Regions from separate parts of the Sus scrofa genome. Here region 2 is linked to region 1. Evidence: chromatin contacts called from public Hi-C data. All regions are on one chromosome and are shown on one strand. The core of a region is the stretch at or near the end of the contact, and the rest is flanking DNA. Distances in the headings are between cores, read along the strand shown. Region 1 overlaps LOC100625711 (synaptotagmin-15). Region 2 has its middle 8.3 kb from the start of GPRIN2.

Region 1 (6,563 bases), core at 3,033-5,532:
GCCTGCTAGGTTTATGCCATTGAAATTTTTCAACTGTGAGTTGGATATACTCTTCCATTCTGTCCTGGAAAGGGATACTTACCAACTTTTCCAAGTGGCCTTGGAAAGGCCACTGATAGGCATGAACATTCCCTTGAAAATGTGGAGGTGGTTGGTACCTGTGGTCTCAGGACCCCAGGTGAAGTGGCAATAGTTCCATTTTAGTAGCCAGCTATTCAGACACATAGAGAACGTGTTTTTTTGTTTGTTTGTTTTTTGCATATGGAAGTTCCTAGGCTAAGGATCAAGTTGGAGCTACAGCTGCCAACCTACACCACAGCCACAGCAACGCCAGGTCCAAGCCGTGTCTGTGACCTACACCACAGCTCACAGCCACTTGGGATCCTTAACCCACTGAGCAAGGGCAGGGATCAAACCTGCAACCTCATGGTTCCTAGTCGGATTCGTTTCAGCTGAGCCATGATGGGAAATCCAAAAAAATTTTTATTATAGTTGATTTACAATGTTCTGTCAATTTTTGCTGTACAGCAAAGTGACCCAGTTAATACACATATATACATTATTTTTCTCGTATCTTCCATCATGTTCCATCACAAGCGACTGGATATAGTTCCCATGCTATACAGTAGGACCTCATTGCTTATCCATTCTTTTTTTTTTTTTTGCTTATCCATTCTAAACATAATAGTTTGCATCTACTAACCCCAAACTCCCAGTCCATCCCACTACCCCTCCCCTTGGCAATTACTAGTCTGTTTTCCATGTCTATGAGTCTATTTCTGTTCTGTAGATAGGTTCATCTGTGCCATATTTTAGATTCCACATATAAGTGACATCATATGGTATTTATCCTTCTCTTTCTGACTTACTTCACTTAGTGTGAGAATCTCTAGTTCCATCCATGTTGCTGCACATGGCATTATTTTGTTCTTTTTTTAAGGCTAAGTAGTATTCCATTGTGTATATTTACCACATCTTCTTAATCCATTCATCTGTCAATGGACATTTAGGTTGTTTCCATGTCTTGCCTATTGCAAATAGTGCTGCAGTGAACATACGGGTGCATATATCTTTTTTCTTGAAGGTTTTTTTTTTTAACTTAATGAATTTTATTACATTTATCATTGTACAATGATGCATGCATCTTTTTGAATGAAAGTTTTGTCCAGATTTGTGGTCAAGAGTGGGAGTGCTGGATCATATGGTAGTTCTATATTTAGTTTTCTGAGGTACCTCCATACTGTTTTCCATAGATCTTTGTACCAATTCACATTCCCACCAACAGTGTAGAAAGGTTCCCTTTTCTCCACACCCTCTCCAGCATTTGTCATTTGTAGACTTATTAATGATGGCCATTCTGACTGATATGAGGCGGCAGCTCACTATAGTTTTGATTTGCATTTCTCTAACAATTAGTGATGTTGAACATTTTTTCATGTGTCTGTTGGCCATCCGCATGTCTTCTTTGGAGAAATGTCTATTTAGGTCTTTTACCCATTTTTTTCATTTGGGTTGTTGGTTTTTTTTTTGCTGTTGAGTTGTATGACTTGTTTGTATATTTTGGAGATTAAGCCCTTGTTGGTTGCATCATTTACAACTATTTTCTCCTGTTCTGTAGGTTGTCTAAGTGTTGTTTTAATTAACAGTAACTGGGCTTGAATCTGCCAGTTCAGTAGCATTTGGGTGAAAATACAAACTGCCTGGTAAGTGACAGTGACAAGCCCATGGGCTCCCAGGACCCTGAGTGCATCTGCATGGGGAGTTGATGACGGTGGTTTCAGAACCTCTATCTTAATGAAGTTAACACCGATGCCTACCATAATGCAGTAACCGTAATGGAATTGCTAGATTTGCAGGAAAAGCTCTCAGTCCTGTGGGCTATGCTTTGGCCATGTGCTTTCACCATTTCTTACCCAAAGTGAGAGCCCCCGGAGCTGAATGCTGTTAAACAGGGGAACCACAGAAACTGGTAGCAGACCACCTATCAAACCAACTGTGTGAGGCCTTGGATTCAGGGGAGGGTGAGCTGCAGGCAAGACTTGACATGACATGGGACAGGATTAGACACAGCCCTGGGGAGGGACCTAACACAGAGGTGAGCTCTTCCTTGCCTAGCATTGGGAGCGGGTACTGAGAACCTGTCCACCACTTGGTACTGGGCAGGCTGCTCATGGCCACAGATCCTCTCACAGTCATGATTCCAGGTACCTTCCCTCCTGAACTGCAGGCACACTGTGTTGCCTGGGCAGCCTGGGACTGTTCCAGACCTACACTTCCACCTAGTTCTCAGACTGAGCTCTTTATTGTGGACCAACTGAAATATCCCCTGCTCCCCCTCCCATTATTTCTCCCAGAGCAGCCTGCTTTCTTCACAAGGCAGAAGGCAGAGAAACCACAGCAGAAAAACAGTGTAGGCTGAGCATCAACACATCATCAGCTTTCCAAGTTTACCCGGCACTTCCACGCAGATGACACAGCTACACTATCACTGAATAGAATATTTCTGCCGCGTGTGTGAGATTCTGGTCCAGACTGTGATGGTGATAACCAGGAGCCAGGATTCTCAGCCCAGGCAGCCCAGTGGGTATAGAAGGACAGAGTGAGTCAGAGGGCTCTCAGGCTGGGGAGATGCTAACCACTAGCCATACCGCTGCCCCACCCGGGGCTCTTTTTCCCCTCTTCTCTCCTGCACATCAGCATTCATGTTCCCCCAGCTCGGGCTGGCCCCACAGCCCAATGAGATGCTGGATGTAGCGTTCAGGCCTGTGGCTGTCAGGCATGGCTATGGGAAGAGGCCTCCCGGAGCAGACCTGAGGGTCCCACCTAAGTCAAAGCTCGGTGGTACAGCAGAGCGCATGCCAGCGCCTCACCAGCTCCTTGGGTTTGCTGAGCATCTCGTTCCAGTGCTCCAGCTCTTTGCCGCGGGCGTACATGTAGGGGCCCACCACCACCCGGCCCAGCTCATGGCTCCCTGCGGGGGAGGAGAACACTGTCACCCTCTGGAGCACAGAAGCCACACCCTCAGCCATCCCCAGCCCTTCCCTCTCTCATTCCTCCCCTCGAAGGAAGTGGCCAGGCCCCCTGCCCTTTAATCAGAACTGACAGCCTCCAAAGAAATTCTGACTTTGCTCTGGACCTGGAGCTGGAGCTGGTGGTAAAAGGGAGTCCAAACGGAGAGCCTGCTCTTCGGGGGCACCCACTCTGCCCCCACCCTCCTGAAGGGCCATCAAACCTGCCTCACATCAAATGGCTGAGGAAGGAAGGGGGGCCCCCAGAATGAAGCCCTCTTCCATCAGAAGGCTTGTACATTCAGGGGGCACATTCAGCAATAGTTTTAACCCACCAGCTACCACAGTGGAGAAGGGTCTTAAGCTCTGGCTGATGAGACCAGCTGGCTGGACAGCTCTGCCTCAGTGACAATGGACACCGGGGTGGGGCGGGGGGAGGGTGCATGTGGGAGAGCTGGCTGGGATACACACCCTCTCATCCACTCTGAACCTTACTCAGGACCCTCAAAGCTCATACACAATGCAGGGCACATAATGACCCATGGTACCAGGTCACTTGGCCAGTGGCAGGTAGCCATGTTGCCTCCCAGCCTCTCTGGTGACTTGCCCAAGATGGGGTAGCAGAGAGCATCCTGTAACCTTTCTGGGGTGCTGCAGATGGTCAAACTGGAAAATGCTGGGTGTGAATCCCAGCTCTCTCACTAGCAAGCTCTGTGTCCTTGAGCAAATACCTCAGCCTCTCTGAGCACTAGTTTCCTTAAGCAGAGATCAGAAACCATACAACCTCCTCCAAAGGATCCAAGCTTCCCGAATGCATGCAGCCCCTGGTTTGCCCGGCACCCCAACAGCCTGGGGGTGAGGGAGCAGCCTTACTGTCCTCTCCGGTGCTCTGCAGCACTGTCAGGCTGAGGCTGGCAGTGTCCAGCTCGGCAGGGTCGACCCTGAAGCTGAAGGTCTCACTGTACACAGGGCTGGCGGAGCCCAGCACAGCTGAGGTCTTTTTGCTCTTGACAAACTTGTTGTGGTTCATCAGAGACACTTTGACAAACACACCTGAGGGGCAGTGCAGACCATGGGTTGGGAAGGCACACAGGGAGGGCATGCAGGGTTGAGGTCGGGCTTGGGGGCCGCATGCCCCGCCTGGGCGCCAGGACCTCATTACTCAACAGCTGCTACAGCCAAAGGGCGTTACAAGAGGAAACTGGGTTGATTAGTGTTCTGCTTACAGCCGAGGAAACGCTCAGCACCCTTCTCTTCCTTTGCCTCCTGAACCACCCACGGCTTGGCTGGCCCTTGTAACTTGAGCCTGGCACCACTCACCCGTCCCTCCTCTTCAGGGGGGCGGGCCCTGCCTGCTGGCGGCTCAGGCTTCCTGGGTCCCTTAAACCTCCTCCAGAGGCCAAGTGTTTTTTTTGTGGGGGGTGCTTAGATGGGTTTTGGACCCACAACGGGAAGGGTGAATCCCAGCTTGCTTACAGGGACCCAGCTGCAGAGACACACGGGGGTTAGACAACCACCACCTTGCTGGGGGTCCACGGCGGGGGTGGAACGTGTGAGGCAAGCCAGAGCAGGGCCTCCGCTCCTCCAGCTCCAGGAGTCCAGTCCAGTGTCAAGTTCCACATGCAGGGGTGTCCCTTGTCTCCTCCCCCCAGGGGCAGGGAGGCACAGGACCTCACCCTTGAGGAACCAGAACCTTCCCAGAAGAGTGGGGGTGGAGGCAGGCAGCGCAGTTGAGGAGCTAAGGCACTACTTGTGAAAAGGGAGGGGCACAGTTGGTCCCAGAGGCCTTAGGGGTCTTGAGGTCAAAGGGATGCAGCCTTGGGGGTCAAAACAAGGAAGCAGCTCCTCATACAACTGTGCAGAGAGGGAGGGTGTGGCCTGGGAGGAATGGATGCTCAGGGCAGCCATATCCTAGCAGAAACTGGATGGCCAGGGGTGAGGGCCAGACTCCAGCTCCAGGCCCTGAGCTCGCAGGGTGGCCCTGTCCCAAGAGGAAAACTTACTGACAAAACTCATGTCCTCCTGGAGCCGGAGGCCCTTGGCTCGCAGCACGACCACGGTGAGGCGGTTCAGGCAGTCGTTGTAGCTGAGGCAGAACTGGAGGTCGCCAAACTCTGAGGGAGGCTGGGGAGACCGAGAGGAAAGCACCCAGTCACCCTGGCAGGTGCTGGAGGAGCCAGGCCTTCTCCCTTTCTCTCTGCAGCCAGGCCCAAGGAGCTACATTTCACAGCCACACTCCCTCCTTGAAGCTCATCCCCCATTTCACAGAAGGGGAGACAGGCCCGGGGAGTTGAGGGGCCCACTGAAGAGTGCACTGTAGTAATGACCAGAGCTGGGGATTCAAGCCCAGGTGTGGGGGATTCCAAGGCCTATTCAGAGCCACCCAGACCCCCACTGGGGTTTGAGGGACTTGGCTGGTCCATGTATGGTGTTGCCTTTCACAGCAGTCTGATTTGGATGGGAATCAAAATGTGGGTTTTTCAGGATGCTCCAGGTAATCTGACCTCCAGGCCAAAAGAGCTGCAGGTGGCTCTCCCTGTTGGGCTCCACGCACCCCCTCAGCCCATGCCTCTCTAGTCACACTTGTAGGGGTGGTGGTACGCTGAGGATTGACGCTGGCCAGCAGGTACTGGGCCACACCAGCTGGAGGTCCATGGTAGTGTGACACACAGTAGCACATGTCTGGTGACCTTGACCTTTACCTCCAGGCTCTCGGCCTCCAGGTCTCTCCAGATGATGCGCTGGCAGTCGCCCGCCAGGATTTCTTTCTTCAGGGGGAACAGCACCTGGCCCAGGAGCTGGTGCTTCCTCTGCTTGTCCACGTGGTACACTGAGAACCTCAGCACCCTCTGGGTGACACTCTTGCTGGACACCTGGGGGAGATGAGGGCCAGGTTGGGGTCAGGGGACGGAATGATGTGCTATGTTGTTCCAGACACAGGATCTTTCCATGAGGGGTGTCTCAACCAGGGACCTGCACACACCAGGCATCTACAGGGGACCCTTTGCTGAAGTGGGGCCAGTATCCTGGGGAGGTAGGAAGGGGTGTCAGACCCTGCCATGCAGAGTGTGGTCTGAGGACCAGCAGCACCCACTACCCGTGGGACCCTGTTAGAAATGCAGGACCCTGAGTCCCCATTCAGACCCATGAAGCAGAATCTACCATTTAACAGGGCGGCCAAGTGATCTGCTTACATGTGAAAGTGTGAGAGGACCCCACACTGGAGCCCAGGGAAACTGCCTATCTCTGCTGATTGGGTACTGAACAATTCTCTCCTTGAGACTCAGTCTCCTCACCTGTAAAATGGGCTAATGGTTCTTACTCTCTAGGTTCTAAAACTCCAATCACAGGATCTGACCTACAGCAAATGGTTAATTACTACGATTTTCTTTTCTTCCTCTTCTCCTTCTCCTTCCCCCTTAAAGCACAGAGAGGCCAGGACCAAGTTGGTACAGTAATACGACAGGGAAGTGACGGGTGAAGAAAAATAAGTATGCGAGCACGATGTGTGGCTTGGCTAGTCAGCAAGGCTGCCGCTTTGGATCTTGATGTCCC
Region 2 (6,858 bases), core at 1,826-4,325, 40 kb after region 1:
TCCAGATTTCTGACCAGACTTTCTGGGACCCCTTCAGCCTGGCTCAGGGAGGTGGTGGAGTTTATTATTTGCATGTTTAGTTTTGAATTTGAAATAAAGTATTGGAGGTGAGAGCTTTGCCAGGGAAGGGTCCAGTTGGTCGTGGCTGGTCTTATTTTGTTCTATTCTGGTAGATTCTGTCCTTTGGAGCATCCCCCAGATTCCTGGAGCTCCCTGCCCAGGCAGGAAACCCTCCCCTCTTCTCCAGGGACTTTCTCTTCTGTCCAGCAGCTCTCCTGCTGGGCCATCTGGGCCTCCAATAGCTGAAGCCCGGCTCTCTAGAGCTTGTCACTTGTGGACCTTTCCAGGACACAGGGCCTGCCTCTCCTGTCCAAGCCTAGGCTGCCATCACTCTTCCAGGGATCACCAGTCCCTGTGGGAGAGAAGCTCTTCCTGCCAGAGTGTCAGCTACTGCTGGTCTGAGGTCACAATGTCGGGGAGGGTGGAAAAGCAGAGAAAGGCCCTTTCACACAGTGATATCACCTCCGGAGCTGGATTGGGTCTCCATCCCCTGTACGTTGGATTATCTCACAGGGGGCTTGTGGGGTCTTCCCAATGCAGATCCCAATACTTAAGATATGGAGGGGGCACTGAAGCTTAGTGGTCTAAATCTTGAGTTTGAATCCTGTTTCTCATCTATAAACGCAAGATCTTAGACAAGTCACTAACTTGGCTGATCCTCAACTTCCTTGTCTGTAAAATGGGGATGACAGTGGTTCCTCCCTCTTCGGGCTTGCTGTGGGGCGTGAATGACGTAACCCACCTCAGGTGAAGGTGCCTGGCACTGAGTTAGCACCCAGCACGACTGCTGTTGTTGGGTACCACCTCCACAGCCACCAGCAGGCTAGCTCTTGCCCTGCCGGCTTGGCACTTCTTAAGGCCCACGTTGTTTCCTGAACCCTTCCTCACTCAGCGCCTCTTTCCAGGTCCTTCACCCTCTGCCTTGAACCCTGCCTGGGTCACGTGTGCTCTGGCTCTGGTCCTCAGAAACCCTGATTCCCAGAGCCAAGGTAAGGAGACCATCCCATCTCTCACCACCAGCCTGTAACAGGCTCCCTAGGAGCTTTTGTCTGCTTCCCTACATCTCTCCCCAGAAAAGACACAGTGCTTGTCCTCAGCGTGGTGCACGCACCGTGGAAGCAGCGGGGAGCTGTAGGCCCTGCACCCACTGCTCTTGGTGCTCTTTCTTCTCCACCCCCTACTTCTCTATGGTTTCAGCTTCCCCCCTCTTCTCTTTTTCTGACTCATGTCCTCTTTGTCCCCAGAAACCTTTTTTTGTTTTGTTTTATTAGAGTATAGTTAAGGTACAATGTTGTGATAATTTCTGCTGTACAACAGTGATTCCATTATATACGTACAGACCTCCAGTCTTTATTGTTATTACTATTTTTTGCTTTTTAGGGCCACACATGCAGCATATGGAAGTTCCCAGGCTTGGGGTTGAATCAGAGCTGTAGCCGCCGGCCTACACCTCAGCCACAGCCATGTAGGATCCGAGCCTCATCTGCGACCTACACCACAGCTGGCGGCAATGCCGGATCCTTAACCCACTGAGCAAGGCCAGGGATCGAACCCGCATCCTCTTGGATCCTATTCAGGCTCATTACCACTGAGCCACATGGGAACTCCCCAGACATCCATTCTTTTTCAGATTCTTTGCCATATATTTGATCACTGAGTATCAGGTAAAGTGCCCTGTGCTACACAGCAGGTCCTGCTAGAAAGCTTCTGCAGCTCACTGCCCCTCCCCCTGCTTCCATCCTTTTCTGCCAAGGCTCCACGCTGCCTTAGCCCTCCTGCTCCAGACAGCAGTCTCTCCTTGTGGTCAAGGTCTTGGCATTCCTGATTCCCATGTATCTAGGCCCCTCCTCTTCATCTGTCCTACAAACCAAAGCATCTGCGCTTGCCAGATAGCTTCTGAGCCTCTCCCTGGAGAAGGAGGCCTTCCTGGGACTCCCTGGGGTTGCTTTGTCAGGTTGTTTCCATTGCTTTTGCCCGAAAAGAGAAATCAGTGGTGAGTGATCCTGCTGGGTGAGCAAAGAGGCTTTGATCCAGCTAGAAGGGCACACTGTCAGTCCTTTATTAGCCCTGGCTTGGCTTGTAATTAGTTTGAGGCATGGCCTGGCCTCGATAGGGACACACCATGCTGTCTAGTCTCTGTTTCCCTCCTGTGTGGGGCTGGACTTGTGTCTAGAAGCCAGGGCTGGGGGCAGGGGAAGGAGACTCCTGAAAAGACTTCAGAGATGCTGAGAAGGCGCCCACTGAGAACGCCTGAGCTTGACTCACAGAAGGAGCCTCTGTTGGGGCTGGAATTTTCCATGGCTCAACAAAGAACTACACCTGGGGTGCTGGAGTCCAGCTGGGAGGGGTGGAATTGCCCCTCACCCCAGGCCCACTCGGCCCCTCCCCTTTAGCCTGCCTCACCCTCTCTGTTGGTGTCTCAGTTTTAGTTGTCAAGGGTCTGGGAAGGTAGTGGCCAAGGGCACTACTCTGTATGCAGGCTCTGTGGACACTGTTTCATTTTCTTTCCTTTCAGACTTGAGGGAATTCAGGGAGAGCAGAAGGGGCTTCTTGAGAAGATTTCAACCGAACTCCCTTCTCCCCTGATACAATCCCCTGGGCCCCCCACAGCCTCTTCCATGGTCACACCACTGGGCTAGAGAAGGGGGAGGCAGGATCCAGCAGGGCGGTGGTTCCAGAGGGGCTGGGACCCAGAGCGCTGGGCGCTACTGGAGGCACCAGGAACTCTGCCTGAGACTTGCTGAGGGCAGGACAACTAGGAGGGAGGCTGGATCCTAACTTTATTTGAATTTCTGGTATTTGATCGCTTCTTTTTAGGATTAATTTTGATTTAAAAATATTGCATGAAAATATGAGTTATCTTGATTACCGAGTCTTTTGCCGGCCCCTTCCATTTTGCACCTAGTCCCTTCCTGGCCTCCTCTTAGGCGTCCTAGGTCCCTTGTGGTTACGGAATTGGGGCTGGGAAGCCCCCTTTCCTCCTCCCGCCCCCTCTCCATGAACTGGGGAATGCTGGATGGCACTGGGAAGGGGAGGTCTGTCAGGGGCTTCGGGGAGATTGACAGCGACTGCAGGGGGCGTCGGCCCCTCGTGGGAGGTTGAATCGGTCAAGGGCTTCGGTAAGGGGCTGGTTCCCAGGCTGCGCAGCCCCGCCGGAGAGGCCCGGGCGCCCTCTAGTGGCCGCCGCGTCGCCCTCCAGATGCACCTGCAGGCGCCGGCTGAGCTATTGTAACCCGGTCTGGCACGAGCGGACTCCCTCGGGTCCCACCGAGGGCAGGAGAGACAGGGCGGGGCAGGGGAATGGCAGTCACGACCATATTCGGTCCCTGTGCCTTTCCCTCCCCGCCTCCCGCCACTCCCGGAAAATTCCAGAGGGGAGGAAAGAGACGAAGGGGGTGGAGGGGGTGGAATCCAGGCAAGGCGAAGAGGTGGGTGTGGGGTGCGGTTCTGGTACCAGAAAGGGGAGGGGGGGGCAATTTCGGACTTTGAAAGGCAAGACAGCCTCCATGGGCATATATCTTTGACTCCAAAAGCAAGTTACACATGCCATGGGGGCTGGGGTAGGGGCCTTGTCTTGTAACCCTTCTTTGGCTGCCTTTGCCTTTAAACTCACCTAGAGCCTCTAAATGTGCCCTGTGGACCTACCCCATGAGGGTCCTCTTCCTGGGCCTTGGGAGAGCAGGTGTGCTCTGCCAGGAGTGTGCCTCTGCTCACGGGGGACTGATCCTGTCTAGCAGAGGGAGAATGGGGGGCAGTGGGCTTGAGGAGGAGGCATGAGTTAGAGTTGACTGTCAGAGAGGGACTGGGGCCTAAAGTTCACTGCAGTGGGGAGCTTGTTCTGAGGGGCTTTCCCTCCATCACTCCTTACCTGGCATGATTTCCACTGGCTCTGTTGGCACCTAAGGCTGCCTGGGTGTGCCAGGGGTGATGGCAGCTAAGAGAGAGGTGAAAGGAGAGCCTGTTCTTTGCAGCTCTTTGAGCAGGAGGGCTGGAGAAAGCCTCTCAACTGAAGTGTGGCTGCGGGGTGTGCCTGGGGTTGAAAGAGAGAGTAGAACTTGCACGGGGACAGGCTTTTCCTCTTTAATGGGGGAAGGGGAGTGCGTGTGTCCAGGACAAGCACTCCTCTCTCCGTTTTCTTTTTGCTTTTTAGGGCTGTACCCGTGGCATATGGAGGTTCCCAGGCTAGGGGTCGAATCAGAGCTATAGCTGCCAGCCTACGCCACAGCCACAGCAACACCAGATCCAAGCCATGTCTTCCACCTACACCACAGCTCCCAGCAACATCTGATCCTTAACCCACTGAGCAAGGCCAGGGATCAAACCCACATCCCCATGGATACTAGTTGGATTCGTTTCCACTGCACCACAATGGGAACTCTCACAGATATGTGTATGTATGTATATATAAAATGGCCTCACCCATGGCATGTGGAAGTCCCCCGGGCCAGGGAATGCATCCAAGCTGCAGCTGCAACCTACACCACAGCTGTGGCAACACCATATCCTTTAACCCACTGTACCAGGCCAAGGACCAAACCCATGCTTTTGCAGCAACCCAAGCCAATGTAGCTGGCTTCTTAACCCACTGTGCCACAGTGGGAATTCCCACGTATTTTTTGTTTACATTTTCTTAGACAATTTTTTAAGAGCACTTTTAGGGTCACAGCAGAATTGAGAGGAAGGTACAGAGATTTCCCATTTGCCTCCTGTCCCCACACAAGCACAGCCTCCCCCGTTACCAGAACCCCACCAGAGTGTACATTTGTGACAATTGATGAACCTACATTTGACATAGTCTTTATTACCCAAAGACTACTGTCTACATGAGTGTCTCCTGTTGGTGGCCATGGGCATCTTGACCTTCTCAACCCTTAGAGGGGCTGCCACCCAGGTGGCTCCCATCCAGGACCCTACAGCAGCTGCTGTACCTGAGAGTGTGTGCCAGGTAGACAACGCATGTGCTCGGCTGGCCAGCCTGCCCTGACCCGACCTCTGGAATCAAGGCTGGGAGGAGAAAAGCATTTTCCTTCTGCTTCTTGCTGGGACTGCAGCCTCCTCTGGCATCTCCACGCTGGCTTCCATCATTGATCTGACCAAAGTCTTGTGGCCTTGTCTACATTCCACTTGTGCCCTCGAGACACAAGCAGCCTGGTGGGCCAAGCCTGCAGGGGTCCTTGATTTCTGTATCCATGCTGAGTGGTTGCTGGGCTCAGGTGGGGCTCCCCCACATTCCATTTTGGTAGGTGCCATAGAAGAGTGAAGGCTGACCCCCTTTGGTGGAGCACCCACTGTGTGCCAGGCAGTGGGCTCCAGACAAGCAGAGGTGAGAGCTCTGTGGGGCATCCTCCCCATCAGAAGCACAGCGAGAGGGGCGAGTAGCTGGGTGAGAGTGCAAGGTGATGAGCTGCCCTGCTGCATGACAACCCAGAGCATTCTGCCTCCAAAGCCAGGCTTCTCTGGGGCCACCAGTCCACTTATAAGCCTTGAGCCATAACAGAAAGTGCAAGAGGCTTCTGATTTCCTAAGGTGCCATTTCTGCTATCATGGCATTTTTTTTTTTTTTTTTTTTTTTTGTCCTTCTGCCTTTTCTAGGGCTGCTTCCACGGCATATGGAGATTCCCAGGCTAGGGGTCTAATCAGAGCTGTAGCCGCCAGCCTACACCACAGCCACAGCAATGCCTGATCGGAGCTGAGTCTGCAACCTACACCACAGCTCACAGCAACGCCAGATCCTTAACCCACTGAGCAAGGCCAGGGATTGAACCCGCAACCTCATGGTTCCTAGTCGGATTCATTAACCGCTGCACCATGACAGGAACTCCCTATCACAGCATTTTTTAAAAAAAGTTTAAGAATTCCCTGGTGGCCTAGTGGGTTAAGGATCTGGTGTTGTCACTGCTGTGGCTCTGGTTACTGCTGTAGCATGGGTTCGATCCCTGACCTGGGAAGTTCCACATGCTGCAGTCATGGCCAAAAAAATAAATAACTAAAAATTAAAAGTTTCAATTTGGGGGTAATACTAAATTTACGGAAGTGTTGCAAAGGTAGTTATTGCATACCCCTCATCCAGCATATAACCATGGTGTATTTGTCAACAACCCAGCAATTAACTTTGGTACAGTACTGACTAAATTACAAACTTTAGCAGCAGCTCAGGTCACTGTTGTGGCACGGGTTTGATCAGGAACTTCCGCATGCCCAACGTGGCAAAAAAGACAAAAAACAAAACCTGGAGTTCCTGTTGTGGCTCAGCGGGTTAAGAACCTGACATAGTGTCTGTGAGGATGCTGATTCCATCCCTGGTCTCTCTCAGTGGGTTAAGGATCTGGCATTGCTGCAAGAAGTGGCGTAGGTTACAGATATGGCTCGGATCTGGTGTTGCTGTGGCTGTGCTGTAGGCGGCAGCGGCAGCTCTGATTGGACCCCTAGCCTGGGAATTTCCCTATGCCGCAGGTGAAACCATAAAAAGGAAAAAAAAAAAAAAAAAGAAGAAGAAGAAAAGGGAAAAACACCCTACAAATTTGACTTAGCAGTTCCCAGGTTTCCCTTTGATGTCTGTTCAATTCCAGATCCCTTCCAGGAGCTTCATTGTTTTCAGTGGCCACGGCCTTTGAACCTGCTGTGAAGTCCCTGCTCTACCCTCCCTGCTTCCCTGGCTTTCCATTTCCTTCCTTTCCCTCCACTCCCCTCCCCAGCCCTTCCTCTCTGTCCCAGGCTCAGACACATCACTACCCTGCCTGCCACAGGTGCTGGCAACGAAGGCTCCCATTCTGAAGCAGCACAGCAGCCGGCCAGGGG

Evidence for each region. Hi-C and Micro-C count contacts between places; a contact is called where the count stands out from the background.
Region 2: a Hi-C map of retroperitoneal adipose tissue shows a contact between it and region 1, with 1.7 times the contacts expected there. The contact joins two enhancer-like sites. A contact is called at or near these places in 1 of 5 promoter capture datasets (liver), 18 of 47 Hi-C or Micro-C datasets (alveolar macrophages, brain, embryonic fibroblasts and 9 more) and 1 of 2 datasets of contacts at active chromatin or transcription factors (skeletal muscle).

What each region holds. Positions count from the first base shown.
Region 1 is chr14:88,122,324-88,128,886 of Sscrofa11.1, forward strand. LOC100625711 (synaptotagmin-15) reads right to left here. Exons shown (of 8, transcript XM_003359269.4): 5 at 5,711-5,881; 6 at 5,012-5,132; 7 at 3,882-4,061; 8 at 1,509-2,971. The coding sequence ends at 2,829. Among named protein-coding and RNA genes, the nearest start is that of GPRIN2, 33 kb to the right of the region's middle. Within about 2 kb of position 4,283, at least 4 of the 83 cell types and tissues checked have an H3K27ac peak or open chromatin away from gene starts, as enhancers often do. A contact at or near this core is called in retroperitoneal adipose tissue, where this site is marked.
Region 2 is chr14:88,163,821-88,170,678 of Sscrofa11.1, forward strand. No RefSeq gene overlaps it. Among named protein-coding and RNA genes, the nearest start is that of GPRIN2, 8.3 kb to the left of the region's middle. Within about 2 kb of position 3,076, at least 7 of the 83 cell types and tissues checked have an H3K27ac peak or open chromatin away from gene starts, as enhancers often do. A contact at or near this core is called in retroperitoneal adipose tissue, where this site is marked.